Regions from separate parts of the Sus scrofa genome. Here region 2 is linked to region 1. A link is a contact called in public Hi-C data. All regions are on one chromosome and are shown on one strand. The core of a region is the stretch at or near the end of the contact, and the rest is flanking DNA. Distances in the headings are between cores, read along the strand shown. Region 1 overlaps GPR161 (G-protein coupled receptor 161). Region 2 overlaps ADCY10 (adenylate cyclase 10, soluble).

Evidence for each region. Hi-C and Micro-C count contacts between places; a contact is called where the count stands out from the background.
Region 2: a contact with region 1 is called in a Hi-C map of fetal liver, with 2.1 times the contacts expected there. A contact is called at or near these places in 1 of 47 Hi-C or Micro-C datasets (fetal liver) and 1 of 2 datasets of targeted methods (skeletal muscle).

What each region holds. Positions count from the first base shown.
Region 1 is chr4:82,906,881-82,912,468 of Sscrofa11.1, reverse strand. GPR161 (G-protein coupled receptor 161) reads right to left here. Exons shown (of 6, transcript XM_021089473.1): 6 at 3,140-5,588. DCAF6 (DDB1- and CUL4-associated factor 6) reads left to right here. Exons shown (of 19, transcript XM_021089469.1): 19 at 426-893. The coding sequence ends at 490. Among named protein-coding and RNA genes, the nearest start is that of GPR161, 65 kb to the right of the region's middle.
Region 2 is chr4:83,124,027-83,129,803 of Sscrofa11.1, reverse strand. It overlaps ADCY10 (adenylate cyclase 10, soluble), which reads right to left. Exons shown (of 32, transcript NM_001204392.1): 9 at 5,127-5,245; 10 at 3,830-3,906; 11 at 1,854-2,043. Among named protein-coding and RNA genes, the nearest start is that of ADCY10, 22 kb to the right of the region's middle.

The DNA.
Region 1 (5,588 bases), core at 2,164-4,663:
TTAAGAAATATTTTTATAAACAGAAATACACAGACCCTCATGAATGGTCCCCAGGTTCTCTCACACAGCTTCCCTCAAACTCCCCTTGGTGACAACTGATACACCTCCTTGGGCTCCTAGGTGCCAAGGAACAGTGTGAAAACCACTGCTGTAGATCTTTAGGGTTTGGCTTTTTTTTTTAAATAATTTTCATATCTTTTAAGTTATGAATACTCAAAGTTAATAATGCTGTGTTTCCTTTAGTCTTTTGTCTCTAGAGGCCAAAAAAAAAAAAATAACTTACCTACACACAGCTGTGAATTGACTTTTACATGATGCTGTGTGGAATTACATAAATTCTAGTTAATTTTAAGTAAAAGGCACTGAAAATTATTTAATTGTAATATTAAAGGTGTTTCTTTCTGTCTCATATCTGTGTTTTCCAGACCGACTGGAGGGTGACAGATCGGAAGGCTCTGGTCAGGAGAATGAAAATGAGGATGAGGAATAATCAACTCTTATTGGCAAGCACTTAGATGTTCTGAAATTTGTATAAGACATTTATTATATTTTTTCCTTTACAGAGCTTTAGTGCAATTTTAAAGGTTATGGGTTTTTTTGGAGTTTTTCCCTTTTGGGGGGATAACCTAACATTGATTTGAAATGATTGTGTGCATGAATTTGGGAGCGTGTGTAATACAAAACTAGCAAAATGTTTTAAAAACTTTTTGCCGTGTATGAGGAGTGCTAGAAAATGCAAAGTGCAATATTTTCCCTAACCTTCAGATGTGGGAGCTTGGATCAATGTTGAAGAGTAATTTTCATTATAGTGAAAATGTTGGTTCAAATAAATTTCTACACTTGCCATTTGCATGTTTGTTGCTTTCTAATTAAAGAATTTGGTTGTTTTAAGATATCCTGAATTTGTCTTTTTGTTTAAATGCTTTGCTACCTTGAACCACATTTTCTAAATCTTTCCTTGTAAAAAGATTGTCTTTCTCTATTCTTTTCTAGATTTAATAACCTTTTCTGTTTTGACTTCTGTGTGACCGAATCACATAGAGGAGCTTTGTTTTCATTTCTCCTTCTAAAGCACTTTACCTCCACCTCTGGTCATCGTCTCTCATGATTAGTGGTCCCTCATTCCCCATGTATAGGAGTTAGACTTCGAGCAATCCCACAGCATCATGGACATTCACATACCACATTAGCACAAGCTAGTTCCGAGACCTCTGGCTTCTGGCCTTCCCAACTCCAATGTCTAGATTTCATCTAAAAGCTATTGACCGTTCAGTCTTCTAGTTCCTGGTCTTCCTCACCTCTGGTGTCCCTCTTCACTCGACTTAGGCCATCTACACCCAGGTCTGTATCTTATGGGTTATGACCTGACGCTGCCCCTGCAGACTTAACCCTTCAGTCATTCTCCCTCCTGTCTCCTAAACTGCCATGCTGCTCTCTCTGGCTGGGCCCCGAACAGACTCAGAGCTGTGGCCAGGCAAAGCATCTCCCCTATGGAGACCAGGGATGCTCCTCCCAAGAAGATGCAGCAAGCCCAGGATCACCTACTGCTGAGAGAAGACAGGCTGTTTTGGGATAGAGGGAAAATAACTCAAGTTGGCCTGGTAACTGCATTTGGACCTCAACATCTAGCTCTTACCCCAGGCAGGACACATATATATCCATATTAAGAAGATGCTAAATGGCTAAAGGGAAAGGAATGAGAGACTTACCCAAATAGGGCAACTACCTGATTTCCAAAAAGTGCCAGGGTCTTAGCTTCTGGTTCCCAAATGGTTATGTGACCTGCTCGAGCCACCTGACTTCTGTGGGCTTGTTTTCTCCTCCCAAAAATGGAGGTAATCTCATTTGCACCAGCTACCTCCCAGGGGCTGTGTTAGGACCACATGAAACCACAGAGGTTTTAGGGCTTTACAGAATAACCGAAGAGACCACTGAAGCAAACAATAGCACACTGTGTCTTCCACTGTAGGAAAACAGTAACAGGGTTATGCTGTAGAGAAGTGCTAGAAGACTGACAGAACAAGCTGGAGGACTCAATGGAGTCAAGGGGGAGATAACTCCTTGGCAAGAGAAGCAACTGGAAAAAATCAAAATAGCATTTGTTCACTCCAGTGCTGAATGTTGATAGTGGGGAAGGCTGGGCAGGTGGGAGTGGGGGGATTCTGAACTTTTTGCCCAATTTTGCCAGGAAACTAAAATTGCTCTAAAACTTTTTTTTTTTTTTTTTTTTTTGGTCTTTTTAGGGCCGCACGCAAGGCATATGGAAGGTTGCCAGGCTAGGGGTCAAATCGGAGCTGTAGCTGCCGGCCACAGACAGCTGCAGCCACGCAGGATCCTTAACCCAGTGAGCAAGGCCAGGGATCAAACCTGCACCTCATGGTACCTAGTCGGATTCGTTTCCACTGTGCCACAACAGGAACTCCTAAAACTTATTTAAGACCTCAAATATTAAAGTATTTGCCCAGGGAATTAGGCTTCCTATCTTTTAGCAATTTTGTAGTTCTGGTGTTGTATGTTACAAAGGAGCAGGGCAGTCCAGACAAGCAGTCAATGAGGCAGTAAAGACAGAAAACATTCTACAGAAGCAGAATTGATAAGTCCTGGCTGCTCCCATGATTCAGTGTGTATTGCGGGGGGGATCCCCACTGGACCCTGGTGCCCATACCTCCTCAGAAAAATGACCTTGGCCTTCGTGGTGGCAGGTGCATGGTCAGGTAAAGGTGAAGGGCTCTGTGCCTTGAGGTTGTTCTGAGTCTCTGACAATCTACCACCCACGCTTTGACTTTTGGTATGAGATGGACCTACTGAGAGCACTGCTGTTCATTAATCCGCCTTTAAAAACTCTGGGTTAATGGTGTTGGTGGTGCATTTCCTGGTCATGCTGGAAGTCACTGAACAATATTCTATTAATCTAATTGTCTTGGGGGCGTCTGTGAAAAAACACATGGACATACCAGGTGATAGTGGGATGGACATCCCCACACCACAACTCTGCAACAGTTGGCCTCTTACTGCCCAAAGGGAGGGAGGCTGGAGACCGGATATGTCTGCAGAAAACAGGGGTGAGGTGTAAAGAGGGAGACACCCCAGAAGTCCACAGTCCACAAGTTCAAGTACAGATTCAGTTTCCACAGCTGTACACATCCCAAAACCAGGTATTTAATCAGGGAAACAAAACTATTCTTAATACACTTGTTTGTAAATATTGATTTATAATAATCCTAAGCATTTTTTAATCTTTAAGGAACATCCAAATACTTCAGGTGAACTGTGTTTCAGGATTAGTTTGTCTTCATTTTGAAGGCTGGTTTTTAACCACTTGTGCTTCCAGGGGTCCGTTATCAGAACACAGCACAGGACTCTGTCCCTTAAGATGTCCACATCGCAGACCGATTTCCAGCCAAACAGGCGGCAGCCTTGCCTGCCCAGGCCTGTGAGCCACCCTAAAACTGTCTTTTCCTCCACGCAGGCCTGACTCTCCTGTGATGAGTGATACTTCAAAATGGTGTTGTCAGAAGGAGAAACGAGTGGCTTCTAATTTCTAAGCTATTAATACTGCTTAGGAAAACACTTTCTGAGGGAAAGGAACAGCTTTTTGTATTTTGTTCTCCTAAAAATAACACTGAGCAGAACTGTGCTCTTGGTAATCTTATGCAGATTTGAGTTTATGCTTTGAATTCTTTCCACTGAATCCAATCACTTTCCTTAGGCCTGCAGTTTTTTAGAGGTCTAGCAAGCCATATTCCAATCTTGCAAACTCCTTGGGTTTACAGTACTTCTACCTACCTACCTAATAAAGCCCTGCTGCCCTATTCTTCTAACTATGACAACTGTGAACTATCCCTCATCCTCCTCCAGCAGCAAAGCTGGTTCTTTCCTTCTCTCAGTCGCATGGCCAAGACCTGGCATTCCAGCGCTGACTGGCTTTGAGACATTGGGCAGGTCCCTTCACTTCTCTAGGCCTCCCTGGATTCCATGTGTCCCTCTCCCCAACCCAGAAGGACGGTCTGGCTTTGCTCCTTCTGTGGTCACATTTGACTGTGCTCACAGCCATTTTCCTTTGGTTCAGGGTGAAAATTATGATTTTCCTTCTCTCCCCTGGGACTCAGCAGGGGCTCTGTATGCTGTGGGCAGTGGCATGGCCTGTTGATCCTGCACCTCCTCTTCCCTCGGGGGCTTGGAGGATCAGAGAGCCTGTGACCCTAGGAGTCACTGTCACTACAGGTCATCTCTGGGAGAGCACCCTTTCTGGACTGTAAGGGAGGTCGAAGCTGAGCTTGTGCTTTAATTCCAGACACCACACCAGCCCTGGGCGCCATCGTCTTCACTAACCAGTAACTTTCAGAAAAGTTTTGCTCCTTAGTTCCAAATGCTACTGCCTTTCCTCCCTCCTCTCTACTGCTGTCCCCTTTCCCACCACGTCCCTTTGTGCTATACAGCAAACATGACAATCCCCATGGCAACCACCTTCAATACCTCTTATCTAGGATAACAGTTATCTTTTCCAGATGCTCACTTCTTGTCATAGCGAGCCCTGTAAAGCAGGAATAATACACCCACTGACTGCATGGAGAAGAGAGAGCAGTGGCTCAGCATCAACTCTGCCCCAGATACTGGGCTGAATGCTTGAATCCACATCATCACCTAAGAGGGAAGCTCCCCTGGAGTCCATGTCTCCACTTAGAAACAGATTACAAAGTTCATTTTATAGATGAGAAAACCAATACAGAATAAGTAAGTGGCCCAAGGACAGCCTGCTAATAGATAGCAGCATGGGACCCAAGCCTGCACAGTCCCCATGATACCACATTTGCACAGATGGGCAATGAGAGAAAGCACTTAGAAATGCCTAACCAATGCACAAGACAGGCACTCAGATGTCTTAGCAGGTCAGTTATGCAGTAGGCACTCAGTACGTATCAGTGCCTCACCCTTTTGTAGCTACATCACTTCCAAGGTTCCTTCCAGACTGGAGATAGCTGGGGCTCACAGCTGAGCCCCTGTCATGACTATACCCTGTGGTCCATCTAGAGATCTGTCTAATCTGCAAGGATTTCAGGGACCAACTGTCAGGACAGAGATAAACTCATCTAGTTAAATCTGAACAGGCTAATAGGGCCTCTCATTATATCAAAGCACTTTTCCCCCCTTTCCTGTCCACCCTAAACGTCCTTGGCCTATTGCAAATACCTGAGTTAGTCTCGCTGGCCGCTCAGAGACTACCTAGCGGCTCCTTAAATGAGAATCAAACTTTGACGTTAGCACCAGATGGCCCTTGTCTTACATTCCTCAACCCTCCTTCTACAGCAGGGATTTGCTTAAGATCACAGAGCTGAGCAGTGGCAGTACCTGTGACCCTGAATGGGGTCACACTTGTAAGCAAGCTGGCTGGGTGGTCCTTTAAAGGCCGAGGACTGCAGTAGAGACCAGGAGTTCAGAGTAAGAGCTCTAACCCAGAAGCAAACAAGCCTTTAGGTTTATCCTTAGCCCTTTGCCTCCAGGAACTGCCAGTGGCATCACAGCCACACTGCTGCCACCTAGTGCCTAAGGCCCTGAACTTCACTTTGGTGCATCTGGCCTGGGAAAAG
Region 2 (5,777 bases), core at 1,139-3,638, 220 kb before region 1:
GGCTCTCTCTGTTCATATTTTATGTGTATTTCTACAGCCTCTTATTTACAGAGATGGGACAGAGAACCCATAAAGAGGGCAGGGTTGGGATCAGACAGTCCTGGTAGTTTCAGAAAGTGTAGATAGTTTTTGTGGTATAGTGACTGCATTAAGTGCCTCACTGCTTTACCCCTACTTGTATCTATGCTCTTTGCTATGTGCTTTTGCAGTGCCCACCCACTCTGGGCTCAGCATTGTGAGTGTTTTGGCCAGTGGGTTGTTAGCAAACACAACACAGATGCTTGAAAAATGCTTGTGCATTGGGCTCGCTCTTTCTTGGTCTTCTGACATTGCCATGACAACATGCCTGGGCTAGCCTAATATGAGACTCGTAGAGCCAAATTGTCCCAGTTATGTCAGCCAAAATTCCCAGTTATCTCATGGGGCAGTCATCCTGTATCAGCCAACAACTTACTGAACCCCAGGCATGTGAACAAGCCTAGGCAAGATCAGTCAAATCCAGCTAAGATCAATTGAATCCCGCATATTCTTGAGATAAGTAAACATTTAGTGTTGTATACCACTGAGGTTTTGTGGGTAACTACTTTGCAGCATTATTGTGGCAGTTTGAAACTTGGCTCCATTGCTTACTAGATTTATGACCAGGGACAAGTCATTTAACATCTCTGAGTCTCAGGATTTAAATTTTTAAAATGGGATTAATGATAGTTTCTACATTATATAGTTGATATTGAAGTAAAGTACCTAATATTTAATAAGGGCTCACAAAAAATTATTCTTCATTAATTTATTTGAACAGCATTTTATTGATGATCTACACATGCCAAGAACAGTGCTGAGCCCTGGGAATACAAAGGTGAACCAATTACAGCCCTGATTCTCTTATCTGACCCTTTAAGACCTAGATTCTAACTTGCTAATGTAAAGAATAATGTCCTTTCACTTTCCGTCTACAAAGCACTACTATGCAGTGCTTTCTATGCTGTTCATTCATGTATTCATCATTACCGATGCCTACTGGGGATATAAGAATGAACAAGAAGTAATCACTATCCTCAAAAAGCTCTCAGTGTAGTAAGTGAAAGCACTCAAGTCAGTGGTTGTGAGGAGAGTAGTGAGTGTTCTAGTGTGCTACAGAGTTGCACAGAGCAGGAAAGAGCTAAACTGTCTCAGCTGGGAATGGGTAGCCTCCAGAGGCAGCTTCTGAGGGGAACAGATCCTTGAGCTGGACTTCAGAAATTGATGTGATTTTCCCTGTAGACTGGGGATGGAATGAGTAAAAGAGAGGATGATCCCCTTAGACTCCCCAGAGGAAGAGGCACAGAAGGAGAGGAGGTTGGAAAAGCAGGTGATTACCTTGCATGTCCTTGCAAGGAATTTGAACATTATCATGAAAATGGTTGGAAGATACTGAGAGATTTTAAGCCCCAAAGTGAGACAGAGTTGGGATTTGGGGGAATGTCTTTCACTAAACCCCTAGGGGAGGAGTAATATCTTCTATTCTTTTAGCCTTATCAATGCCTGAGCATGCAATTGACATGATCAACAGTTAACAGTCCATCTGGGTCCAAATAGGTGAGCAAATGAGGGGGTTTTCTATTCCCTCTGTACAACCTTTGAAGAATTATCCTCATAGTCTCAGAACTGAAGGTAGAATAGGATCTTCCACCATGCTATACCATCAGCAGGATGGAGGAGTTGAAGGAATTTTAAATATGGGCCTTGATCAGGAGAAGGAACAGATTTCAATTCCATGAACTGGCTTTGAATCTGAAATGGTGATGTATTGTTTTGCTGTATAATTCTCCACTTCTTTACTAAAAAATACTGCAAGATCAGTACCCCACACTCACACTTTCTCATTAAGGCCCAAACACTGATATACTGGTCCAGAATCTGCAACACCTTTCATAACTTTCTTTGGAAGTTCTTTAAAAAAGTAGGCTGGTAGGTTGCTGCTATTGTAGGTGACGGAGTCACAAGTCACGATTCCTGGGTAGTACATCATCATCCTGGCAGCTATGTTGACTTTCTGACCAATGACTATAATAGAAAGGAGAGAGAAGGACAAGGAGCAGGGAGAAAACAGCCATTGAACTGGGTGTAACCTCAGGCATACTGTCCCCAAATGGCATTTTTACCCTTTATGCTGTTTGTCTCTCATGGATGACACAGCAATCTCAACTTCAAGTACCCAGATTCAGCCAAGGGCTATTATAGAATATACAGGGAGTTACCTCAATTGGCCATCTAGGGGGCTAAGGGGACGATCTGCTCAGGGATAGAAGGGCTTTGAATAAAGAGAGGATTCTGCAAGTGAGATAATGGACACGGCCTGAGGGCCCTCAGATTAAGTATAGTTGGTCTTCTGCTATAAGATGATAAGCACAAGCTTGGGCGTGGCACACTGACTTTCAAATGAGGCACAAAATTGGGTCTGTATGTTCCTGTGCATGATGAACCTTCATTTAGTTATTTTTTTTTAAGAGTGGGTAAATGGGGCTGGAAGGGGTGAAGGGGTGTATCTGTATAGGATTGGTTCAGGGGGTGTTTTAAGAGATGTAGTACAGATGTAGCTTCGGTAGTGTACAGAAGCTGAAACCAGGCTGTGCAGGTTTGGACCTCAGCTCTACTTCTAGCTACTATGTGCAAATTACTTGGACAAAATAGTTGAACTCTTCCATGCCTCACTTTTCTAATCTATAAAATGAGGTTGACATAATTTATGAAGATGAATGAGTTAATACACATAAAGGACTCTGAACAGTGCTGGGCTGCTAGTAATCCCTCAGTTAATACTACTACTAATTAGGTATTAATAAATGCTGTACTTTAAGATAAACTTGAATATTCCTGATTAAGATATTCCTTTAAAAAGAAACAGTATACTGTAGGGGAAATATGACCATATAATAAAGCATGGTATCACGAATCTCTACATACCCATCACTCAAGTCACAAAGCCATTAACCCATGGCCAGTCCTGCCTCATCCTCACTCCCATCCACTCTTCCCTCTGTATTATTTTTTTCCATTTTTAAAAAATTAAACTATGGCTGATTTTCAATGTTGTGCCACTTCCTGCTATATAGCACACACTCCCTTTCTATACACACACTCCCTTTCTATATTATCTTCCATCATGGTCTATCCAAAGAGACTGGATATAGTTCCCTGTGCTATACAGTAGGATCTCACTGTTTATCCATTCTAAATGTAATAGTTTGCATCTACCAATCCCAATCCCAAACTCCCAGTCTCTCCTACTCTCTCCCCCATATTATTTTGAAGATCTGACATTGTATCATTTGAGACACAACTATTTCAGAATTTTAGGTACATTCAGTATTTTCGATGTATTATTTCTGAACATTTAGAATCCTAATAGGATTGAAAAGGAAAGTAAGAGTAGTAAAACCTTGAGATAACACCTACTTACTATTTCCTTTTAAGATTAATACTATATAGCAGTAGCGGCAATAGACATAATTTTTAAGAAGCAGTCCTAACCTAATCCCAGGAATTAAGAGGAGTAGCTGTTTAATGTTAACTGGAAATTAACAATGGGCTCATTGTTCCATAAGCTTATGGTCTCCCACTGCTCCCCTCTAATGACTGTATGTTTCTTACAATCAACTATAGTCCCAGAAATGTATACTTTGCAATCACTGAACTGTCAAGGGGCAAGGCTCCATGTGGCTTGGCTCCATCTGGAAGATTATAAATTTTACGAGGGCAGGGCCCACCTCTCACTGTCTTTGTCTTTCCTCCCACAAAGCCTACTGGCGAGGCACAGTGTTTGCTGAGAGGAAGATGGAGAAGAGCACACCTGTGTACTCATGCCTCACAGAGTGTCCAACGATTCCACAGAAGACAATCCCGCTGGCCACGCCGATGGAAACGGTGCTGGCTCCGGGGAGAAAGAGTTGTAGGGAAAGAGATAAAGACAATGAGCACAGGGAAGGCAGGGAGGGTAGGGACAGGGTGATGCATGGGGTGGGGAGCGGTGAGAAAGGATTTTTAAGAAATAACTCTCTTCCCTTTGTAGCTAGTTTAGGGCAACTGTACATGGCCTGAGACCTAGAACTAAGTTCTTAAAAGTGATAACTCAGTTCACTTTTCTGCTATTTTTGATATTTATCTTTGCTATTTTTCTGGACAATAACCTGGTCACCCTGAATGGACTTTCAGTGTAGAGTGACTGTGGTTGTAAACAAGTTAACTATATTTTGTGATTGCTAGGAAGAACAAAGTCATTAATTTGAAAGGAAGCAGCTCAGATATAATGTGTGCCATCAAAAGCTAACTTTGCTAATACACAGGATGGCTGCATATAGAGATGATTAAAGGCTGAGAATATGGAATATTTAGGGCACGGAGTGTTATCTATTAGAGGAGACCAGAGTAGGCTGCAAGTCAGGGTCATCTGGGTGCTTAAGCTAGGGATGCCCATGCAGGGGGTGCCTGAGAGCACTAGGCTCCTGGACAGCTGGGATTGAGGATGGGTAAACCTCATCTTTAAAAAAAATTTTTTTATTATAGTTGATTTACAATATTTTGTCAATTTCTGCTGTATAGCAAAATGATCCATATATATATATACACACACACACACATATTCTTTTTCTCACATTATCCTCCATCATGTTCCATCACAAGTGACTAGATATAGTTCCCTGTGCTATACAATAGGTGGGTAAACCTTATCTTAACAGTTTTACTCACTGGATCTTCTTGAGGCCAGATCAATATATAAATTTCCAACCAAAAGACTCATTTTATCTCCCAGCTATTAAAAATCAAGTCCAGATTCCAACATGGTATTGGGAGTGCGACCTCTAATAGGAAGTAAGCCAGAAGAATAGAGAGACAACCCAGTACAAACCTGATGCATTTTGACTTTTTAGGAGTGTCCTTTTTCCATCTGGCCTTGACCATCCCCCATCTTACTGTGTCAGGTCTAGGTTGGCTCTCTCTGCCTGTACATTAAGTGAATGACGAATGCAGACAGAAGGGCACCCAGTCAAGGACAGCCTTCTCCTGCCTTCTTATTCCCTGACTCTTGTCCTGTGTCCCCCTACCTACAACAGGGTTAGGGACCAGATGGAATCAGGGTCAATACTCACTGGATTTTGTGAACCTGAGAGCAGAAGTCAAATATATCCACAGCACTTTCCAAGGCATGAGTGACCTCATCAGGTGCCTTTTCCCCAGGGAAACCAAAGACACAGAGAAAGGAGCAGCCCTATGGGGGAGAGAATAAACACAGCTGGTGGACAGTTAGCTTTAAACTGGAACATCTAGAAGGCCCAGTGGGGGGTAGGCAGCAATTTTCACTCTCTGAAACAAATTTCATCACGACTTCTCTCATATGTTATTTTCTTTTTAGTAAACTTCGTATAACCCCTAGAGCATCATCAGCAGTAGAGCTGGAGCCTGAGAGGGGCTTGCTTTTGCTCCAGGGATAGTGGGTTATACAGAGCTACCTGTGTGCACCCTCCTATCTACTCTCTCTTGTGGCCAAGGTCTTGGGCTGCAAAGTACTAAGTTTAAGTCCAAGAAACAGCACAGAGCAGTGGAAGAGGTAGCAGCTCTGGAATCAGGAAATCTGTGTTCTCAGGCCACACCCCAAGTGTAGAAACATGGACAAGCCAATTACATTCCATGAACTTCAGTTTATCAATCTGAGGATGGATATAACCTAGACTTGCTGAGGTTGGTTTGACTGCTGAGAGAATTAATGTGTTATATATACATCCACACACATATATACACAT